Linked DNA regions of Ovis aries: region 1 is linked to region 2. Evidence: chromatin contacts called from public Hi-C data. All regions are on one chromosome and are shown on one strand. The core of a region is the stretch at or near the end of the contact, and the rest is flanking DNA. Distances in the headings are between cores, read along the strand shown.

Region 1 (6,622 bases), core at 2,700-5,199, 63 kb after region 2:
TCTATGGTATCCCCCATCTGTTCTCTGATCCATCCAGGCATTCATCAATCCACCTCCTTTTCACTGATCTCTTTACCATCGCCTTTACCTTTCTCCACTCACTCACTCATTTATCTGCTCATGTTCCATCTGTTTGCTCACCCACTCATCTATCCTCATCCCTCCATCTATCCAGTTATCCTGCTACCCAGACCTCTATCCATTTACCTGCTTACCCTCTCATCCATCCATCCATCCATCCATGTATCCATTTTCTTATTTACTGATCTGTTTGCCAATTCATTCATCAACTTCATTTCCTCACCCATTTTCAACCCAAACTCTTTTATCTGTTCCTCCAACCCATCCAATATTCATTCGTCCACTAATTCATCCATTCAGGATCTAGTCATCCATCTATCCATCCAACCTTCAATCTGCTCCCCTACTCATTTACAGCCAGGCTAGCCACTCAGAATGTCTACCTTTTCACAACTGGGAGCCCAGGCCCTGTGACTGAGATGGGGCCACAGAAATGAGCCAGGCTCGGTTCCTACCATCTAAGAATTCAGAATACCATCAGTCAGTGGGAAGAAGCAAATGATACCATGCACACAGACACAGGCAGGATATTTCCAAAACAGTATGATCAGTGCTGTCCTTATAGTATGTCCCAGATACAGAGGGAAGTTGAAGAGCAGGTAGGTGGTCAGGCATTCAGGTGAGAATGTGCCCTGTGTGCTGATGTCGAAGTAACCACAGCATGATGTGGCCTGGTGGTAGGAAAGGCCACCCGGGCATATGACTGGGAAGGAGTTCCTGCCAAGGAGAGGAGGAAGATTGCAAGATACCAGGAACAAGAACATGTAGGTTCTGGGGGGTGAGTACCCGCCCCAGCCAGGAGGCCTCGTGTCTCGTATGACGCTGCTCCCTGACCACTTCCCTACTGGCCCCCACAGGCAGAGCTGACCCGCCTAGGAACCAAGACAATGCAGCAGGCAACACAGCTGCAGGCATCACCCGGTCGGCAGAGCTCCTATCAGCCCATCCCCAATTTCCAGGACAGAATGGGGACACTGTGTTCACGGCTGCAGGCATCACCCAGTGGGCAGAGCTCCTATCAGCCCGATCCCAATCTCCAAGACAATCCGGAACCACTGCATCCACAGCCCCAGAGTGAACCACCTTCCTCCAAGGAGACCCTTCTGGAACAGCGTGACAAGGACAAGACGGTGGTTCATCGTGTCCCTCGCCTCCGGGCTGTGTTGGAGAGCCAGGCCTTCAGGAATGTCCTGGTGGATGAAATGGACATGATGCTGTCCCGTGCAGCCACCCTCATTCAAGCCAACTGGAGGGGGTACCGCCTCCGGCAGAAGCTCATCTCCCAGATGATGGCGGCCAAGGCCATCCAGGAGGCCTGGCGACGCTTCAACACCAGGCGCCTCCTCCGGTCTGGCAAGACGATGGAGAAAAAAGCAAAGGTGGAGGAGGGGGACATCCCTTACCACCCGCCCCAGCAGGTGCGGTTCCAGCATCCGGAAGAGGGCAAGTCCCTTCTAGCCCAGCCCACCATGGTGAGCAAGGAGACCCAGTTCCCTTCCTCCGACAGCCTGGCCGCTTATACCCACCAACTGGCCCTGCTCCAGTCCCAGGGCACGTCACCACCTGGGATGTGCTCTGCCGGAGGCCCCAGCATCACCTTCCTGCCACACCAGACAGTCGCCATCAAACTTCCCTGTCCCGTGAGTCTCGATGCAAAGTGCCGCCCGTGCCTGATGACAAGAACTGTCAGGAGTACCTGCCTTGTCCAAGTAGAAGGGGACACGATGAAGACCAAGCAAATAACTGCCAGAGCCGACAAGGCAGGAGCCACGGGGCCACCACCATCTGGAAGGTGCGCCCAGGCAGTTCAAGGACAATTCAAGACCCAAACCCAGGCCCCCATGGAAGCAGAGGTCCTCAAAATGCTACCTCGGACAGGCCCAGCACCTGTGATAAACAAGACCCTCTCCCAGCCAGGGCCCACTATGACCACGATCAAGACTCCCTTCCAGATGTACCCGGCAGCCGCGATAGCCAAGACCTCGCCCCAGCCTTGCCCGGTGCCCATGGTAACGATAGCCAAGACCCCACCCCAGATGTACCTGGCAGCTGCGATGACCAAGATTCCACCGCCGACGTACCCAGCAGCCCCCATGACCAAGACCGCGGCCCAGACATGCCCAGCGGCCACCACGATCAAGACTCCACTCCAGTCGTGCTTGGCAGCCATGATGAACAAGACCCTACCCCAGCCATGCCCAATGCCAACTGTCACAGTAACCAAGGCCCCACCCCAGGTGTACCCCCCAGCCCCAGTGGCCAAGATCCCACCTCAGACGTGCCCACCAGCCACAGCGACCAAGACCCCACTCCAGTCATGCCTGGCAGCCATGATGAGTAAGATCCAACCCCAGCCATGCCCAGGGCCCATGATAACCATCACCAAAACCTCACCCCAGCCCTGCCCGGCGACCCAAGGGACCAAGACCCCAGCCCCAATGCGACCAACAGCCTCCATGACCAACACTACACCCCAGACACGACCGGCGAAGGCCGCGATGACGAAGGCCCCACCCCAGCTATGCCTCCTGGCCTCGATGATCAGGTCTCCAACTCTGACACGGCCTGCGGCCACAGCGACCAAAGTCCCGCCCCAGCCGTGTGCAGTGCCCTTGCCGACCAAGATCCCGCCCCAGACGCGCCCAGCACCCATGGGGACCAAGACCCCACTGCAGACGTGTCAGATGGCTACAATGAGCAAGACCCCATCTCATCAGATGTTCCAAGGAGCCACGGCGGCGAAAACTGCTCCTCCCCAGACGCGCCTGGCCGCCATGATCACCAAGACTCCAGCTCAGTTACGCTCAGTGGCCACCATCCTCAGAACCCTGTGCCTGCCCCCTTCAGCAGCTGGAAACCTCAAGCCTCCGTTCTCAGCAGCGGCGACAGCTGGAATTTCCGACACCTCATCCCACACGTGTCTAAGTGGACCAAAGGCCAGGGGCGCAATGAACGCAAGACAGGCGACAGGGGCTGTCAAGGTCTCGTCCCGCTCATACTTGACAGAGAGAAAAGTGGAATGCTTTCCCGCATCGCATCTGGGGGCTGGGGCTCCCAAGCCTCCAGCCGGGCCTCCTTTGGAAGGCGAGAAAATCAAGGTCTTCTCCCAGAAACAAGGCAAAACAGAAACCGCGTCTCACACCAGTATGGCCGTGGAAATGCCCGGGGAGCTGACCTGGGCAAAAGTGGCCAACGACAGGACCAAGCGGGCACATCCGAGGACGGATGCCTTGAAGGTTCAATCCCGGATGTACGGGCCTGCGAGAACCGCTGGGGCGCCTCTGAGCACATGTCTGCCTCAAGCGCAACTGGCCCCTTGTTCAACCACAGGCTTGCCTCAGGCCCATCTGCTGGCTGAGCTGACTAAGGCCCTGCCCCAGGAGCACGTGTCTGCCAAGCTGGCCAAGGCCCAGGGCCAAGGACATCCACCGGCCCAACCGCCAGCAGCCGTGGCCCAGCCACACCTGAGTGTGTGTCTGTCTAAGACGCTGTCCCAGGCACACCTGCCCGCCAAGCTCATGAAGGCGCAGTCCCAGGCCCAGCTGGCCACGGCAGTGATCAAGGTGCAGTCCCAAGGGCACCTCCCCACCGGACTGACAAAGGCGCAGTCCCAGGCCCAGCTGGTCACAGATACAGCTAAGAGCCTCTATGCGGCCCACCAGGCTGCTGAACTCAGCAGCAAGACGCAGTCGCAGCCACTCCTGGTGGGCTTCAAGGCTTCCACCCAGCCCTGCCAGCACACTGGCGCTCTGCCCCGAGCCAAGCCAGAAGACAGACTACTGAGCCAGCTCCCATCCCACAGCTACGTGCAGGGCAAGGCCACCCTGGGCCTGCGCCAGGGGGCCGCTGAGACCCAGAACATGCTGGTGCCTCTGCTGGCCTCTGCTGGCCACACCACGTGCAACGCTGACTCCTGGGGGGATAGCAGGGCTGCCCGGGCCCAGCCGTCAACCACCAGCGCACCCCCGCCCAGCCAGGAGGAGCTAGCGGCCTCCCAGCTCGCCTCCCTGTGTGCTGAGCTGGCTGCTGTGCTGGGATCCCAGGAGGACCTCCGCGCCTTGCTGGCTAAAGCCCTCTCCCAGGGGGAAGTGAGGGCAGCCCTGAACCAGGCCCTGTCCAAAGAAGTCTTGGGAGCCACGATGGCCAAGGCCTTGCCCCAGGGCATCCTGGGCACGGTGCTGGTGAAGGCACTCTCCTGGGGCGAGCTGGGCACCAGCCTGTCCCGCGCACTGTCCCGGGGCGAGCTCACTAAGGCCATTCAGAGCAGACTGGCGGACGTGCTTAGCAAAGCCCTGACGGAGGAGGAGCGTGCCACCTTGAGCCAAGCCCTGTGTCAGGGTGAGCTGGGTGCAGTCCTCAGCCAATCTCTCTCTCAGGCAGCCCTGAGGTCTGGAGTCGGCCTCCCCAAGGCTACCTCAAAAACGGTGGGAAGTGGGATGACTGTGATGCCGGCCCCCGTGGAGGTGGACTGCAGGGGGAGCCTGTCGGCCGTGTGGGGGCCCACCCTGGGCCCCATGAGACTACAGCCCAGCAAGGTTAGGGTTCCCTGGGGTGGGGCCTGGGAGGGTTTTGTCACAGGCTGGCCCTCCGGGTTCTTGGAAGAGAGGGGGGATGGGGCTATGCTCGGGGGGCCACCCTGCTCATCCGTGGTCTCGGTAGGTGCCTCCTTGATTGCTGGAGTGATCACCATTCACCAGTATCCCCCTATTTCTGCCCCGGGTCCCACTCTGTCATGGGAGATGGGACCCAGCAGGAGCCCCTTAAATCTGTACCTGACCCCCAGGGTCTGTGAGGAAAGAGTGTGCCTGCACCCCAGGGCGAGTGAATTGGCATCAGCTCTCGGCCCCACAGTGAGTGACGTAGACCCCAACTTGCCCAACATGCCCCACCAGCAGCCGTCCTCCAGTCTGTGGCAGCCACTCCTTGCTAATGGCGTGGGCCCGAGCACCAGCCGGCCGTCACTGGCCACTGACAGCTCAACCACAAGCGCCCACAATCCACACGAGGTCAGCAGGGTGGCCCCACACACAAGGGCATCCCCAGGGGAGTGCAGGCTAGCACCGGGCAAGCTTCCCAGCACCGCAGCTCGTGGGAGGGGCACCCACTCCCACAGCTGTGCCGCCAACTATGGGGGGTCTGTTTGCTGGTGTCAGCCCTCAGGGATCAGCAGGGTACCCCCCAGTGGGGGCCAGCCCCAAGGGGCCAAAGTTCCGCAACAGCTACCTGTGGTCCCCAAGGAGACCATGCAGAGAACTCGGTCCCCGAATCATAAACGAGCCTGCAAGGGCCCTAGGCAGGTGACCAAAGAGACGAGCTCAGCTCCGCCACAGGCCGCCACAGTGAGCAAGGCACAGCTGCACGCCCCCAAGGCCTGCACCATAAGCGCAGGTCCGTGGCCCGACTCCGTGGCTCCTGGTCGTTGCTCGGCGCCCAAGCGACGGGATCAGGTGGATCCCGGTCTGTTCCAAGCCTCCCCAGGCAATAAGCTGACACCCACCCTTTCCCGAACAGCCATCCCTGGGAAGGAGAAGAATCAGACTCGGGGTAGCCTTTCCAGGGCACATGGCCTGCAGGAGGGGATAACTGGCCACATACTTGGTGAGCTGGTGGCCAGTATGCCGCAAGGTCCAGACAATGAGCTGTGCAGAAGCGCCTCCCAGGGCTCCACAGACTACGGCCTAGATATGAGCAATTCCCAGAGCTCACTGCGCAGCTGCAGCTCACTCAGCCTTTCCACCACGTCTATGGCCAGTATGGCTGTTGTCGACGTGGTGGAGGAGGAGCCCTGGGAAGCCAGCTTGGACAGGGACTTTGATCTAAATGCTCTCCTCTCTGCAGAGGCCGTAGAGAGGTCCCAGGGACCCAGGAGTGTGGGAGAGACTGAGGGCGCAGGTCACAGGCACCTGGCCCCAAGCCTCCATGACCAGTCTTCTGCAGACCCAGAGCTGATTCCCATTCTACATCAGAGCTCACTGGCCAATCATATGACGCTGAGTGTCCACTGGGACTCAGAGGATGAGGGAGACGTGTCCTCAGATCAGAGCTCCATGAATCTGAAGGAGAGTTTGTCCCAGGCACCCTATGGGAATCTGTTGGCCAGAAGTTTGTCATTGAGTAATGTGGCCTCTACTGTCTATGAGCAGCCGTCTGTGGCTGGTAGGTTGGCCTCATGCCTATCTCAGCCTATAGTAGCCAGTAAGGTGGCCTCAAATCCAGGCCAGCTCTCCATGGCCAGTAGAATGACCAGCAGCCTATCTGAGCCATCGGTGGTCAATAAGCGGACTCCCAGCTTAGGCCAGATGTCCAGGACCAAGAAGGTGTCCCTCAGCCTAGGCCAGCGATTGATGGTTGAGGGGGTGGTTCCCAGCTTTTCACAGCCACTGATGGCCTGCAAACTGGCCCTGACCCTACCCCAGCCATCTATGACCAGTGGGGTGGCCCCCAAGCTCAGCCAGCCACCTGTGACTAGTGGGGCAACCCCCATACTTGCCCAGCCACCTGTGACCACTGGGATGATCCCCAGCCTTGCCCAGCCAGCTAT
Region 2 (6,611 bases), core at 3,489-5,988:
TCTGTCCCCAGAACTCCCACCTCCCCCATGGAGCTGGTGGGAAACAGGTCACCCTCTGCTGGGGCACAGCTTCACCCAGGGCATGAAGAAGGAAGGTCAGATGAGAGAGAGAAGAGAGAGAGAAACAGAGAGAGAGAGCAAGAAGCGAGGAGAGGGAGAGAGAAAGGAGAGAGCAAAAGACAGGGATGGAGGGAGAAGGGGAGAGAGAGAGAGCTTGAGCATCAGAGACAGGGAAAGACAGAGACCCAGAGAGGCCACGGGAAACTGGAAGAGAGAGAGACAAAAGGGAAGAGAGATGAAGAGAGAAGGGGAAAGACAGAGGTCCAGAGAGCGAGAAACAGAGACACCTAGAGAGGAGCCAAGAGAGAGAGAGACAGACTCCCTGGCAGAAGAGGAGTTCCTTCCCCAGGTGGCAGCTTAAGCTTCAGGAAAAAGCAGCTGGGACAGGAGGTGACTGCTGTTCACCTCCTCTTACCCAACACCCATCTTCAGCTTGAGGTGATGACATCAGTGGTTGCCCACAGCTAATGTCTGGACCACACCAAACGCACTTCTCGGCATATTTTCTTGAGGACTGGGTTGGACCCGTCCAGAGGCTACACCCCTCCCATGGGCAAATCTGTTCCATCCAGAGCAACTGAGAAGCACCGCCAGCAGCTCCAAGCCGCCCCATGGGCAGGTCCCGCGGTTGCCCTGCTGCACAGAAGGTGTGGGTTTAGTCGCTCAGTGGTGTCTGACCCTTTGTGACCCCATGGCCTGTAGCCCACAGGCTCCTCTGTGCATGGGACTTTCCAGGCAAGAGTTCTGGAGTGCAAAGGCATGGGGCCCAACTGCCAACTGTGCTGACACCAAGTTCTAGAACAGGCAGAACGCACGTAGGGTGGCCATAAAGTCTGCAGAGACGCCTGCACCTGGGTGGGGGGCAGGGGGTGGTGCAAGTAGCTCATAAAGGACATAAGGGGCTTCTGCAATGCAGAAGAGCAGAGAAGGCGCTGAGAATGTTCTAGATTTCAACTGGGCTCAGGCGCCACAGAGGTACACAGGCGTCAAACATCATGAAGTTAGACAGCTGCGTGCACTCAGGGTACCTGGGGGCGGCTCCAGCTTTTTAAAAGGGAAAGGTTGGCATCTTTTTAGCTGGGCAATGGTGGAGAACCCAACCCTGTCTCATAAAGTAAAGGAAGAAAATTGAAAGACTTCTAGAGGCAAGGTCTGGAGAGAGGGTTGACTGAAATACAAAGTGGATCTCCCCTCCAGCAGCAGGAAGAGAAGCTGCCATCCTTCACCATCCCCGTCCTGATGCTCCAAGGGATTTCCAAAGATTGTTTAATTGATTTTTCTCCTATTTAGATGCAGATCATAGTGTCTGGGGGCCCGGGAACTCAGACACTCGGCTTTGTATCCACTCAGCCCCGTGAAGGCTCCTGTCTGAAACTCGCACAAAGCCAGACACACACGCCTTGAGAAACACGCTGTTTCCTTTTTGTCTGGGGCTCCAGGGAGCGGGTGCAACGAGCAGGGCCTCAGACACGCTCCCATCTGTGGAGTCCCGGGGATCCCGTCCCTCTGTCCTGCTTCCAAAGTGGGGTGAATTTTTTTTAAAAAAGGGAGATGAATGTGGCTGAGATTTTGAGGTCTGAAAGAAGGGAGATAAAAAAACATGGGGGTTTCCCAACTAGGTGTTGACACACTAAGGTTTCAACTTGGCTTTTTCTCCAAATTCAGGGCTCTGGAGTGGAAAGCCAGGGCGGGGGGCGGGCGGGTGCTTTAAATCAAGCAGCTAATGGGCTAGGATTAACACTAGTTTGGCTCGAGTCTCTGCAGATCTGATTTATATAAGGAGAAAACGTTTCTCTCTTTCTCTCTGCCCATTGTTCCCTAGTCTGTCTCTCCAAATGCCCCAGCTGACAAAGAAACTAGAAGGCTTGGGACAACAGGAAGGACTCCCCCCTCCCTGCCCTCAATATGCAGTCTTTGCTTCAGCTGCCCAGAGGCAACACAGATCACTGCAATCCCTTCTATAAGGTTGCCACAATTCCCAATATTCACTGGCTGGGGCATGGGAACTCTTGAAGAGAGGCCATTCTGGTTTCTGAGCTGGATGACCTCAAATAACTCTCTGTGGGCCTCAGTTTCCTCATCTGTAAAGTGGGCACAAGAATAAACACACCTAAGGGTTGTTGGAAGAATTCAGTGCTCTAGGCAGAAAAAATGCCTGGCGCAGAACAAGCTCTCAACAAACATTAGAGCAGTTAACTATCTGAGCAGGAATATCTGTCAGACTGGTAACATCTCTCTCCAGGAAGCTTCACGGGAGACGCTCTCTTCGTAGGTTGCTTGCTTTCTTTGGCACCAAATATTGCCAGGGGAAGCCCAGCCTGATTCCTCCCCTCTGGATTCAGTTACCTGGACCGCAATCCAGCTGGCATTCACAGTATGTTCCCCAAAAGGGCCGAATCCTGGAAAAAAAAGTAAAAGCAGCACATCACCACCCAGAGGCCCCTCCTGGCCTGCCCAGGGCCAGGCGGCTGCGTGTGTCCACAAGAACGGAGCGCGGAGCTTCGGGAGCAGCCCTCCCCGGGGACAATGCCAGGGGCCTTGTCCAAGTTCTGGGGTGCACCCAGTGGTCCCTTCAGAGCGCCCTGCCACATAACTGTTCTTAACTGAAGTTGTGAGTCCTATCTTGTTCTCACTCTCACCTGATCTTGTGTCGGCAAGGGGCCAGCGCCCCCTTTTTGCTCCAGAAAAGGCTGACTTTTTTCCCCTCTCAGTTTCTTCCCCTATCCTTGATCCCCAAATATAACTGTTTCATCACTGTCTTTGTGCACCTTTCCTGGACTCTGGAATTACAGGGCTGGAGGTGCTCCATGATTCACGGTCTGATAAGGAATGGCCCTTCAGGAAGGTACGTTGGTATCTCCCAGGTCAGGCTGTCTAGGCACCATCCCTTCATCCTCTTCCCTAGTCACTGGGCCCCATTTATTTACAAACCAGACTGTACCTGAAGATGTCCCAGGTGCTCATGCCCTGTGGCCTTCAGCCCCCCTGTGCCTCCCTTTCAAAGGGTGTTTCCTGACTGAAGCACAGAGAGGTGAAACCAGCTGTCCAAGGTCACACAAGGAGAAGGAAGAGCATGGATTCAAACCCAGACCCAGCAGAGTCTGTGGCCTGCCTCTTCTGACCAACCCAAACACATTAAAACATAAATCTCTTGAAGAGAGGCTGTCCTTGATCACGTGTCATGGGTCACTCCAGCTGGGCCAAGTGCCCCAGGTGGTATCATGGCCCTGGGAGGAATACATGGGCTGGAACAGCAGGGGGGCCCCATGTAGGGCCAGAATCTCTCTACCCCTTTCCTCCTCCTGCATGGACCAAATATGGGTCCCAGCTCAGCCACTGACAAACAAGGGCACCTCTGTGACCCTCGGTTTCCCCTTCTGCAAAATGAGACAGTAAAGATGTAATAACCTCAGGCCAGAAAAATGTCCCTCCCAGGGCCGCCGCCAGAGTTAGCCCTAAAGTAATAAACGAGCAGACACAGGAGGGCTGCAGGGGAGAGTGACCCTCCGGCAACTTGACACACCTGTCAGGTAAGTGGCTTCTTCCATCTTCCTGGGAATTCCAGGACCAGCCCGGACCTTCCTGGGCCACACACCACCTGTTTGAATCTTGGCCGGATTTCTCACTCTCACCCCTCGCGACGGTCCCCCTCCCACCCCCCGCAGAGGCCCGGCGGAAGTTGACGCCCACGAGGCTCCGAGGCGGAGTCTCTCAGAGGGGGAGGCGCAGTTAGTTTCGGGGAGTTGGCGACAGAGGAGTGGGGGGGGGGTGGGGGGAAGCCGGCTTAATCACAAACAGCCCGGGCAGGAAAGATTTTGATCAAGACAGTCCCTGAAACAACCGGAAGAACGGCCGGCAACCCGAAGTTCCCCGAACTCCGCCTGCCCCCGCCTCGGGGGAGCAGCCCCTCATTAGCGCAGGGTTCGGGGAGCAGTGTCTGGCAAGACGTTCATTTGTCACCGGGGCACTTCCTGCCCGCAAATCGACCTTTGTCCCCTGGGACCGGGGGTGGTGTCAAACCCGACCTCGGGAGGGCAGACACAACAAACAGGTGTCCGGAGGGTCAGTGTCCCCAACGGGGAGAGGAAGGACGCCCAGGGGCCTGCTCCGTGCAGGGCCTTTGCCAGGACCCCCACGTCCTTGGCTGCCCCGACCCCTGACAGTGGGACCACAGGGGCGCCCCCTTCTCCACGTTCTCCGTTTCGCGCGGACTGCGCTGGGCTCCCTCGGGCGATGACACCTTCCAAATCTGAGGCGACTTCTAGCACCTGCCCCACCCGGGCCGCCGCGTCCCTCCGCGCGACGCGCCTCGCCGCCTCCCGAGCCGCCCCACCCAGCCCTGCCCCAGGACGCCGCCACCGCGGCCGCCATCCGCGCGATGCCCTCGTACCCGTGACCACCACCGCCTTCCTGGGTTGCTCCATGGCGGGCTCAGGCTGTGCCTCTGACCGGTTCCCGGTCTGCGCGGGCGAGTCAGCTGCCGCGGCTCGGACCCGCGCCGCCCCGCCCCCGAGCCCGGCCCCGCCCCGCCCCCGAGCCCGGCCCCGCCTCGCCCCCGAGCCCGGCCCCGCCCCGCCCTCGAGCCCGGCCCCGCCCCGCCCCCGCCAGGCCCCGCCCCCGTTCGGGCAGCCGAGCGTGCGCGTGCCCGGGCCCGAGACGCAGCGTGCGCGCCGCGTCCATAACTCTCCGCTGAGAAGTGCGTGGCTGTTCGTCGTTCCCAACCTGTTTCCCCACCTGCAGGATTCGGACGGTTCGCTTCGCAGGCTGTGGCCTCTCGAACTCCCTGAGTCATGCCTTGGGGACGAGCTGATCATTTAGTCCACAAATGTTCACAGATCGCTTGCTGTGAATTATATCGGAGCCCCCCTTCCATCTCCCTGTGAGTAAGGCTCTTTTTCCCCGTCCCTTTGATAGAGAAAGCTGAGGCATAGTTCGGAAAGCCACTCAACTGAAGCCTCCTGGGGCTACATATGCGGCATTCAGGCCAGGAGTTTGAGGCGGGGGGAAGGAAATAAAGTGAAAACACTGCACAGCTGGGTGGTGCCCTAAGCAGGCTCCTACGTTGAGAAGGAGGCTGATGTGGCCCCAGAGACCAGGCCTTCCCCTGCTTGTTTCTCCAGTACACAGCTGCTGCTCTAACCCCAGGAGTCCTCCAAGGGCCCAACCTCAGGGCCTTTGCACTTGCTGTTCCCTCTGCCTGGAACGTGTTCTGAAGATTCCTGCGAAACCAAATGCCTCTCCTTCAGAACTCAGCTGGAGCATAAACTCCTCCTAGGTTTCCGCCTCACCTCGGCTGAAATCCCTATCCCACTTCACCACCACCCTAGTAGGTCCATCTCATTTCCTTGTTCCACTCTCTTCAGAGCAGCAATCACATTCAGAAATCATCCCTTTAGGGGCCCTGCTGTTCTGATTTATTTCCCACTTCCTGCCCTAAATTCCAGAGTAGGGGCATGTCTCCATTAGAGCCTTGTGCCTGGCACACAGTAGGTCCCCAGTCCACGTTCATCAGAGGTCAGAATTCATCCCAAGATAGCCAGAAAAATAACGCTGAGTTTCTGGCCACATCCTTAGAAACAGGGCTGGACCTTGGAGTTGGGTCACTGACCTCTCATTCCAAGCAGCCTTGGCCTGGATTAACCAGGGTGCTGACCAAGGACTGTCAGTCTCTGACCCAGGCCTCAGAATACCCAATGCAGCATTCTCTGAACTGCCCAAAGCCTTGTTTGTAAACTCAAGCCCGAGATCACATACTTAGTGGCTATTTTGGTCTCTGGCAGCTTCAGGTAGAATTCAGAAAATCTGAGATCTTGCCTGGGCTGGCTTGGGAGTGAGACCTCAGCCAATGGGAAGAAGAGAACAGAACTAAAATCTTAACCAAGATCAGATTTTATCATTCAAACATGTAATAAGTGTCTGGGATGAAGTGCATGCATTGCTAGAAGCTGGGGGTTTGGAAAGAGAGAAGCCACAGTGGGTGTCATTTTCCCCCCATTGCAATGGGGCAGTAATACAGGGAAACTGTTAACACCCAGAGTCAATGGTGATCAGAGAAACTGAGTCACAAGCTACTGCCGCGAGTGACTGGGGATGAAAGCTCGTGTTCAGTGGATGCAGTGCCCACTTAAGCATATCACTAGTGTTCTTTTTTAAGGTCTTTTAAAAAAAATATTTGTCTGTGCCAGGTTTTAGTTGTGGCACTCAGGACCTTCACCCTTCGCTGTGGCATGTGGAACCTTTAGTTGTGGCATTCAGGATTTTTAGCTGTGGCGTTCATACACTTGGTTGCAGCATGTGGGATCCAGTTCCCTGCCCAAGGATCAAACACAGGCCCCCTGCATTGGGAATGCAGGGTCTTAGCCACTGGACCACCAGGGAAGTCCCTAGTGTGTGTGTGTGTGTTTGTTTTTAATATCACAAAGCCTCGGAGGGAGGAACTGTTCTTATCCCATTTTGCAAGTGAGGAAAAGGAACCTAGAGCCGCTAAGTTGCTTGTCCCAAGTCACACATGGAAGGGGCTGGGACATGGATCAGGAATAACTGAGTCCTCA

Evidence for each region. A called contact is a pair of places that touch in the nucleus more often than the background predicts.
Region 1: a contact with region 2 is called in a Hi-C map of mesenteric adipose tissue, with 2.2 times the contacts expected there. The contact joins the enhancer-like site here to the promoter of LSM4 in region 2. A contact is called at or near these places in 5 of 16 Hi-C or Micro-C datasets (blood, hypothalamus, mesenteric adipose tissue and 2 more).

What each region holds. Positions count from the first base shown.
Region 1 is chr5:4,730,387-4,737,008 of ARS-UI_Ramb_v3.0, forward strand. It overlaps IQCN (IQ motif containing N), which reads left to right. Exons shown (of 3, transcript XM_042249628.2): 3 at 939-6,622. The coding sequence starts at 969. Among named protein-coding and RNA genes, the nearest start is that of CIST1, 9.9 kb to the right of the region's middle. Within about 2 kb of position 3,950, at least 11 of the 54 cell types and tissues checked have an H3K27ac peak or open chromatin away from gene starts, as enhancers often do. A contact at or near this core is called in hypothalamus, where this site is marked.
Region 2 is chr5:4,666,557-4,673,167 of ARS-UI_Ramb_v3.0, forward strand. It overlaps LSM4 (LSM4 homolog, U6 small nuclear RNA and mRNA degradation associated), which reads left to right and starts at 4,739. Exons shown (of 5, transcript XM_027969413.2): 1 at 4,739-4,939. It overlaps PGPEP1 (pyroglutamyl-peptidase I), which reads right to left and starts at 4,506. Exons shown (of 4, transcript XM_042249626.1): 1 at 4,451-4,506.